Linked DNA regions of Bos taurus: region 1 is linked to region 2. The links are chromatin contacts, called in public Hi-C maps. All regions are on one chromosome and are shown on one strand. The core of a region is the stretch at or near the end of the contact, and the rest is flanking DNA. Distances in the headings are between cores, read along the strand shown.

Region 1 (4,480 bases), core at 1,859-4,358, 140 kb before region 2:
CACTGGTACCAACACAGAATAGGCACTCACAGGTTTGCTGAATGGATTGATCCTCCCTCAACCCAAAAGGCCAGGCTTGGCAACAGTCTAGGTGAATGAATTCCAAGAAAATTAGTACCAGCAACTTGTGGGAGGTACCAGCAAAAAATTCCCACTCTGGCAATTGCTTCCAAAGTAACCAAATTAGGACAACTGCTCACTTGGACCTGATTTATCCATGCATACTCTCCAAGCAGCCTTGAACCAGTGCCTGGCCACAGGCTCCTAGAACGGGGCCAAGTCTCATTTATCTCCAGAGTCTCACTACCGAGTGCCCAATACAGGTTTGGGAATGAATGGTGAGTACTCTATTGGGCAAGAACATCCATCTTCATTTCTATTGCAGGATGTTTCAGGGATGAGGCCCTTGAGATATTCTGGGGAAGAAGGAGGAAGGGTAGAGGAGGCTCTGGAAAAGTCAACCAGAACATAAAAGCCCAAGTCTTCACAGTGGCTCACAAGGCCTGCACCACCTGCCCACGCCTCCTGTCCTCACCTCCTTCCACTGTCCCTCATTCCGTCTGTTCCAATCCTATTGGCCACTGGCAGCTCCTTGTAGCCCAAGCACATGCCCACTTCACAACCTTTGTTCCCACTTTCCTTCAAGCCTCCGTCCCCAACTTTGTTCGGATCCTGCTCCAGTGACACCCAGTCAGGGGGGCTTCCCTGGTATCCTGCTGAAAACCGGAGGCTGGGGGCTACAGGCATACAGGTACTGCTATCACTGTGAATTGGCTTTATGGTCATTATTTTTTGCTTTATTTTTTCCATAACACTTAGTACTACCTGGGATAATATATGCTTGTTTATTTACTGACACGCCCTTGATCCCATCAGAATGCAAGCTCAAAGGAAACAGGAATTTTGCTTTGTTTTATACAGAACCCTAACCCCAAGAATGCCCCTGCTGTGTAGACATGCTTCATTCATATTTGTGGAATGCATGGATGGCTGGATAAAAGAATGCCCCATAAGAGCTAACAGTTAAGGAAGAAAACCAACACTGTGGGCCTGGACAAACATGTGCTTGAAACCTAACTGTCTCTCTGAGGGGCCAGGAAATCTGCCCCCAAATCAGCTGATCCTAGCTGTAAGGACATTCGTCTGGATCTTGGAAGTACGCTGGTCTGAAGTGGGAAAGCTGCTGGTGATGAGTTAGTTTTCAGCTACTATCTGATGGGACAAAGGATGTACTCAAGAGGCTGGGAGGGTGGTGAGATGTAACAGAGCAAACCGTCAAATAGTTGAACTGCAGAAGGTGGTCTGTCAAAGCTAGAAGAGGGAAGGCTGCTACTGAAGAGGAATGCTGAAATCGAGAGCTGTTAACAGTTCTCTTCTTTACTTGTGTGTGTAGACTAGCCTGTCCCTAGGGTTTTGGCCACAGGTTCAAAGGGAGCTCAATGGGGGCTCAAAGCTGTATTGAAATACCTCTGAATAAGGATGACCAGGGAAAGAAGCTGACATTTTTTTGAGGTTTACCATCTGCAAGAACCCACGGCAATGCATTATCGTCTCCTTGGAGCCTAAGCACAAGCCTTCATCACAGCAGGGACTGTCCCCATCTTACAGTGGGGAAACTGAAGCTCAGGAATTTACGATGATCTAAACAAAAATCACTCAACCAATAAATAGCAGAACTGAGATGTGAAATCAAGTCTGTCTAATTTCAAAAGCTCTTCTCCTTCCTCTGAATTATGCTACAACTCAGGGACCCCTCGGGGGAAAGAAATCATAAGAGGAAGAAAGGCAAGGAGCACAAGACAAATCAGTTCCCCCAAGAATGAGAATCTGGCATAAGGAACAAGTCTGGGACAAAATAACCCCAGGACTTCAGAACTGGAAAATACCTGCGAAATCACCTGGCCTTACCTTCTGTACTGTCAAGCTTTATGAAATGCTTCTGATTTTGCTTTTCAGGGGAAAATAAAAATATGTAAATGAAAAAGATGAGCTTTAGGAGAAGATAGCAGAAGGTAACAGCAGCAAACACTGAAAGAGTAACAAACGGGCGTGTGGTCATCAGGACGTATTGTCACCTCCTTCGTGACTGCTGACCTCGGATGTGTGGGTGCCCTGGGCCAGCTTAAAGGAGATGCACTGATACCCCACAGTCCCAGCAGACAAAATCAGCAGATCTTAGGTCACCTGGGAGGAATGTCAGCTTGTGTCAGGCCGATGTTCAAAGAGGTTCAAGTAGGTGTGACCCTCTCCCCTTCCAGGTAAGAAGAAAAGTATCCAAAACTGACTGGGAGGCGGTGGGAGAGAAAAAGCCAACGTGCTGGCGATGAGGGAAGAGGCAAGGGCACCATAGTCCGTAGTGGTGCACCGCGGTGCCAAATTTACCTGGAAATTCAGCTGGTTTTACCTCCCAAAATGTTATAGCAAGTGAGACACCAACCAGGCCTCTGGCATGAGGCTTAAATTCATGCCAGGTCAGCCACTTCTCTCCTTGCTGGTCTTAATCTGGATGGCCAGGATGGGCAGAAAGAAACCCTCAGATGGATTCTGTAGGGACAGAGCAACCTACAACAACAGTTCTGAGCTGCTCCCCCTCCATGTTTCAAGCTCCTCTGTTTCTTGCCTAAACACTCAGAAGACTCATGTAGCAAATGCTCCCACTCAAAATACAGTTACAGAACCTGGGGACAGTTGACCACTTCAGAATGAGCTACTTTGAAATACACATCAGTTCTTTATTATATCCTTGTTTTTTCTTTTTTCTCCTTGTACATGTATGTGGTGTAAGGAAGCATGAGTTCCAATCAGAGATGAGAAATCTGGCCGAAGGACCATCCTTGAGACTTCTGGGTATTCTGGAAGCCCGAATATCATAGATTCTCTGCACTAAAAATGCTGGTCATCACCGTGCTGTCGGCTAAAAGCAAAGACAGTTGTTTCTTACCTGGAGATCTCTCCCGTGACTCGGAGTCACCAATCCAGGCTGACGGAACGAATCAGATGAGCAGCTGTTCAGCCAAGACAAGTCTAGCTCCCCAGATCAGGGCTGTGGCCCCTGAGAGTCCTGTGGTTTCTCTCTCCCTGGTGAGTGATAATCTGCAGAAAGGGAACACAAGTCATGTTACTAGGAGAGGCCATTTCCTCTTCTACTCTGGCCATAACACATTCATTTACGCAGAGCAGAGACAGCCCCAGAATCACCGATTACCAGGGACGGAAGAAACACAACAACCTTGTCACATGTAGTTGGGGAAACTGAGGCTCAGAGAAGAAAAGAGCCTCACTCAAGGGTCTTGCCACTTGGAGGAAGACTCCAGATCAGAACGTGTCTCTGACTCTTTGGCCTCTGGAATTTTAAAACAAATTTTTAAAAAGCAGCCACGTGACCCATCTGACTTCTCAAACAAGTGGTCATTGACCCTGAATGGAACTCTCTGTTTTTCTTTTTCTTTTTTAAAACAGATTTTCCAAAAGAGAGGTGGCACTTTTTCCAGAATGCTGTTTTTGTAGTTTTTTGTAGTATTACCCCCTGGGAGCTGAATGAGTAAAACAGTCCACCTCAGGCATGTGGTTGGCATGGTTTTCCCTGTTTCCCTTTAGAAAAATACTGTTATGGAAGAGAGGGACCCATGAGCACAGTGGTGGGTGGAGTTGGTTTTTTAATGAGAGTCGTCTGTATACCCAGCCCCTAGGTCAGCTGATCTGTCTCTGTCTCTTTTTGTCTATCTGTCACTACATGTTTCAAGAAAACACAGAAATACACATGGACTCTCCTCCCATGGATATCATCCATTATGTGATTCCCCCCACTTTTTTTTTGTTAAACTATAATTGATTTACAATATTGTGTTAGTTTCTGGTATACAGCAAAGTTATTCAGTTATGGTGGTAGTTTAGCCACTCAGTTGTGTTCAACTCTTGCGACCCCATGGACTGTAGCCTGCCAGGTTCCTCTGTCCATTGGATTTCCCAGACAAGAATACTGGAATGGGTGCCATTTCCTCCTCTAAGGGATTTTCCTGACCCAGGGATCAAACCCACATCTTCTGCATTGCAGGTAGATTCTTTACCAACTGAGCTACCAGAGAAAGTGATTCAGTTATACATATATACATATATCTGAGTGTGTCCATTATGGTTTATTACTGGATATTGAACATAGATCCCTGTGCTACACAGTTCAGTTCAGTTCAGTTCAGTCGCTCAGTCATGTCTGACTCTTTGTGACCCCAAGGACTGCAGCACACCAGGCCTCCCGGTCCATCACCAACTCCCGGAGCTTGCTCAAACTCATGTCCATCGAGTCGGTGATGCTATCCAACAATCTCATCCTCTGTCATCCCCTTCTCCCACCATTAATCTTTCCCAGCATCAAGGTCTTTTCCAATGAGTCAGCTCTCCGCATCAGGTGGCCAAAGTATTGGAGTTTCAGCTTCAACATCAGTCCTTCCAATGAACACCCAGGACTGAACTCCTTTAGGAT
Region 2 (4,961 bases), core at 665-3,164:
CCACCTGCCAATGCAGGAGACATAAGAGGTGTGGATTTAATCCTTGGGTTGGGAAGATCCCCTGGAGTAGGAAATTGCAACCCATTCCAGTATTTCTTGCCTGGAGAATTTCATGGACAGAGGAGCCTGGTAGATAACAGTCCATGGGGTCACAAAACGATGGATACGACTGAGGCGACTTAGCATGTACGCCCCTTCCAGAGCTGTGGACGTGACCACAGATGATGGCACTGCAGAAGGAAGGGAGTGCTGCAAACCCATTCTTCAGGCTGGATCCCACTTTTCCTCCCTGGAGAATTCTGCTGCAGGAAGAGCCACCAGGACCCTGCAGTGGTCTTGTAAAGAGTTCGGGGAGCAGATGGATCCAGCAAATGTGAGTCATGGGTCTCATAAAGAGGCCTTCTCGAGTGTCCAGTGGTTGGCATGTCTCCCTGACTCCAGGCTGCCTCTGGTCCAGGTGATCCTGGATGGAAGAGGGAGAGATGGACAAGGCCTGGAGGACTGAGGGAACAGTAAGTAAAAACAACTGGAAAGTAACTAGTTCCCTGACCCACGTGCTTCATCATCACATTTTTTTTTTCCTGCCGTTTGATTCTGGCTCCATCTCGTCTGTTTGTTTTTGATGCTTCATTGAGACCAGTTACTCCTGAGAAATGGGAAATGACACTGTGCATACGGCTGAGGTTTGAGCCATCTCGACTCATATTAAACTTGGGATTTTCAAATGATTTCATCAAAGAAAATCAGTGAACAAAAACAGAGGATGACAAGATCTTCGAATATCCCCCGCTGTTAGCAGGGGAAATTGCAGGCTAATTTCCACATAAATTTCACCTAGAAGATTTGTCTTTCATAGTTGTACCAAAACGATGACTGCTGCCCAACCAACGGGGCTCGCTTTTCTTTGGCTGATATTGCCTTTTCCTGGGGTACCCCCTTCTCTGCCTTCTTTCTGCCCTCGTGGCCTCGTCGGCATCGTTGTCTTGCTGTAAAGCTCCCATCAGCCAGCCCAGCTCAGGTCTGCCCCACTTCGTCCAGTTCAACCCAGCACCACGGCACAGTCGTGTTCATCCCTCTAGATGGTCCAACCACGTCACTCTCCTGCTTCAAGCCCTTCAACAACCGTCCATTGCTGTCAAACAACGTTGGGGTCTTAACCACGGCGCCCACAGGCTTTACCTCCTGCCTCTCCAGTCTGCTCTCTACCTATGTGTTAGATGCCTCTTCACCGCAAATCAAAGTCCCTGCTTTGCCGAATGCTTCCACCCCCAGGCTCCAGGCTCTCCTCTGAGACCCGGGGTTTCTGCTCCCACAGCTCCCTACCCCGGAACCCTGTCTTCCTCATCTCCCTCACTTCCAGTTCCTTTGTCTCCTCCGGCTCCTCCCTCACTTCCGGTTCCTACTGCCCCAGCCCGAGCCCCGCGGCCACGCCGCTCTCCCTCCTACCCCCCCCCCCCAGCCCCCCGTGAGACTCTCCTGACCAGCCAGGTCCCCACCAGAATGACAGCGGGACACTCTCCTCTGCGTAAACCACTCGTCTCCCTTCCTGTAGGGCCCTGCCACCCTATCTACACGCTTGTCTGGCTGCCCGCTGGTGGGCGCCTCCCGAAACCTGGGTCAGTCCTCTATCCGTGGCAAAGATTCAGGGGATTCAGGGTCCGGTGGGTTCCTGTTGCCCTTGTCAGAGAGTAAGCGTGGGCCTCAGATGAGATGGTCGGCTCAGGGCTCTCCCTGGCCCCTGCCCGCCTTTGCCTCTTGTGGAGACAGCTGCAGGGCCCGCAGGCCAGAGCCCCTGGGTCAAAGAAACAACTGTCTTGTGTTCTCTCCAAAAATGAAGATTGCAACATCCTTGTGGCCTGGAGTTTACCGGGCTGGGGGAGGAAGCTGCCCTGGAGCAATGGCTGGGGCGTGGGCCTGTGGGCGGTGCCATGGGACCACTGGCCAGAGTGAGCCACAAGGGAGAGCCCCAGGCCCAATCCCCGGCCCAGAACCCGGCTTCGACTGGCTGCACCAGTCTCTCAGAGGAGGCTGCTCTCCTCAGCTCCCTTCCCACGTTTCACTTTTCCTCATATCCGGTTATGTGTCAACCCCTTCTCATCCCCTGGGAGCCTGCACCAGCACCAGAACATATTTACCAACCATCAGCCTGGGCTATTTTTTGCATATCATTCAGCTCCAAGGGCATTCAAACGACCTTCTAGCAGGAAGGCACTGTGTCTTGGAGAGTAGCGCCACCTGGTGGCACAGAGAGTGAACATCCGAATTCTCCGTCCAGAGGAAGCTGAGTACCGGGCTCACCGCCCAGCACACAGGCTGTGTAACAACAGCAGGGTCTCTGCGGCCCTGGCTGAGGCTCAGAATAAGCCCTGCTGTCCCCGAGTCATCTGTCCAATGGTGGCAAGGCTGAGTGTGTGTGGCCACGCTAGGAGGACCAGCCTGAAGTCTCAGTAGTCAGTGACTAGGCAAGGATGCTGAAAATTCATCCTCCTGGAATCTGAGAGCTGAAGGGTGGTTTAGAGATCAGTCAAGTCCCAACCACTCCTTTCTCAGATGGCCAAACTAAAGTCCAGGGAGGGGGAATCTTGCGATAGATTAGTTGAAGAGTGAGGATAAGAATCCAGGTTTCCTGGCTCCTTGACTGGCAATTATCCAGTCTAGGACTTTAGGGCAGCTAACTGTGATGTCTGATATTTTTCTGAATTACTACTTTACAGAAAAAAAAAAAAAAGTCAACCTCTACTCTAATGAATCTTCTTCCTCTTTTCCAAATGTCTACCAATTGGGTCCAACCATATTCCTCCTTCCTCCAGGAAGTCTTCCTTGAGCAGCTGGAAGTCCTACAGGCAACCAGTCACTCATCCCATATGTACAGAGGGCTTGACCTAGATACTGGGATCAGATATTCACAAGACAAAGTCCTGTGCTCAAGGAGCTTACATTCCAGTATGGGAGACAGGCGATGGATGGATAGATGATAAGTATATGTAGATGCATTCATGCTCAGTTGCTCAGTCATATCTGACTATTTGTGACCCTGTGGACTGTAGCCCGCCAGGCTCTTCTGTCCATGGGATTCTCCAGGCAAGAATACTGGAGTGGGTTGCCATTTCCTCCTCCAGGAAGTCTTGCTGACCCAGGGATCGAACCTGTGTCTCTTTGCATTGTCAGGAAGAGTCATTACCACTGAGCCACCTGGAAACCCCCATAGACAGAAGATAGATAGATTAACAGATAGATACATGGATATATAGACAGATAGATGATGGATAAATAATTTCAGGTACTAGTAAGTGCTTTGAAGATAATAAATAAAACAACATAATAAGGAAGAACTATGAGTGGACACCTTTGGCAAGGGTGAGCAGAAAGATGTTCTGGAGAGGGCTTGGCTACAAAGGAGGATGAGGAGGGAAGAAAAATTCAAGCAAAAGGAACAGTAAGTGCAAACAATATCTGCAAGCCTGGGATAATATTAGCCGGTACCACCACAGAGAGGGCCAGAGAGGGGGAAATAAGTAGACAAGGAGAGAGTAAAGAGAGCGGAGACCAGGGAAGTATGTAAAGACTAGATCTTGGGGTGAGTGGGTTTGTATACTGCTTGCAATGGAAATCATGAGAGAGTTTAAGTGAGAACATGCTGCAGTCTTATTTACAGCACAGGCAACACCCTTGTGCCTGAGCTCCTGAGGACTCCTGCTCTGACATCACCTCACCACTTGCAGGAAGCCCTTCCTCACCTGCCAAGGTGGAGTAGGTGCCCCTCCCTGTCTGGGCCCAAGTGTTAACATCTTCATGTCACTGTCACTGTGCTTCCCACCTTGTTTAGAATGAATGACTGATATGTCTTTCTACTTTATTAGAAAGTAAATTCCTGATGGAGGGAGATAGGAGTAGGGAGTCCAGATTGGGAAAGTGGACTGGGTGCAAAGACTCCCTCTATCTGGAGTGGCAACCTGGATTTAGGTGAGTTAATCACTGCCTTACACCTCAGTTTCTTTGTCTGCAAAATGAGAATAATAGCACATACTGCATGGAATTGTTATAGTCAAACCATGTGTAAAATACTGCCTATCAATGCGGGTGCCAAGTAACCACTCTGTGAATCATAGACCTCCTTCCTGGGTGTTTTCTCAGGGCTCACACAAAGAAGGCTGGGCTCAGTATCTCTTAGGGCCTCTGGCAGCAGTGAGCCTTGCTCATGGGGTGGGGTGACTTTGGAGGAGGGGGTCCAGTCAGGTTCAGATAGTGAGGCTGGAGGACCTGGCTGGCAGAAATAAGAATGAAGAAAAGCAAAAACAGATGGTTTGTTGATCTGATTATTCCTTTAGCTAACATGAGTGAATAAGACAAAGCACACTGTCGTCTTTCAGCCCCTCAGTCTGTTCGTCTGCAAATGGTAACAGCGTCCTCTGCACTGACTGTCAGAGGGTTGCCGAGGGGCCTCATGTTCTAACAGGAGGAAGGGACTGGTGACCTGTGAGGGCCCTCCACCTGGTCATCTCTGAGGCCACACTGTGCCATGTGACATGGCCACCTTGCCTCTCTTTGGTTCCCTTGGTGATTGAAAGTGAAAGTGAAAGCGAAAGTCACGCAATCCTGTCAGACTCTTTGTGACCCCGTGGACAATACAGTCCATGGAATTCTCCAGGCCAGAATACTGGAGTGAGTATCCATTCCCTTCTCCAGGGGATCTTCCCAACCCTGGGATCTAACCTGTGTCTCCCGTATTCAAGGGGTTTCTTTACCATCTGACCCACAAGTATGATACAGCTAACTTAGTTTGCAGACTCAGGCTGACACCTGAACCATCTTGGATATGTCGAATTCTGGACCATTTAGAAGGAAATAAATCTCTCTTCTAGTAGCCTGGATCCAGAATTCTGTTCTGACATTCTTTGCTTATGCCTTGGAGTTGAAGAGTCATTTATGTGTCACGGACATAAGCCCAAGTGATTGATCAC

What was found. Hi-C and Micro-C count contacts between places; a contact is called where the count stands out from the background.
Region 1: a contact with region 2 is called in a Hi-C map of liver, with 2.9 times the contacts expected there. The contact joins two enhancer-like sites. A contact is called at or near these places in 4 of 11 Hi-C or Micro-C datasets (blastocyst, liver and skeletal muscle).

The regions. Positions count from the first base shown.
Region 1 is chr11:81,828,364-81,832,843 of ARS-UCD2.0, reverse strand. It overlaps CYRIA (CYFIP related Rac1 interactor A), which reads right to left. Exons shown (of 12, transcript NM_001075172.1): 2 at 2,942-3,093. Among named protein-coding and RNA genes, the nearest start is that of CYRIA, 44 kb to the right of the region's middle. Within about 2 kb of position 3,108, at least 5 of the 102 cell types and tissues checked have an H3K27ac peak or open chromatin away from gene starts, as enhancers often do. A contact at or near this core is called in liver, where this site is marked.
Region 2 is chr11:81,690,489-81,695,449 of ARS-UCD2.0, reverse strand. No RefSeq gene overlaps it. Among named protein-coding and RNA genes, the nearest start is that of CYRIA, 93 kb to the left of the region's middle. Within about 2 kb of position 1,914, at least 33 of the 102 cell types and tissues checked have an H3K27ac peak or open chromatin away from gene starts, as enhancers often do. A contact at or near this core is called in liver, where this site is marked.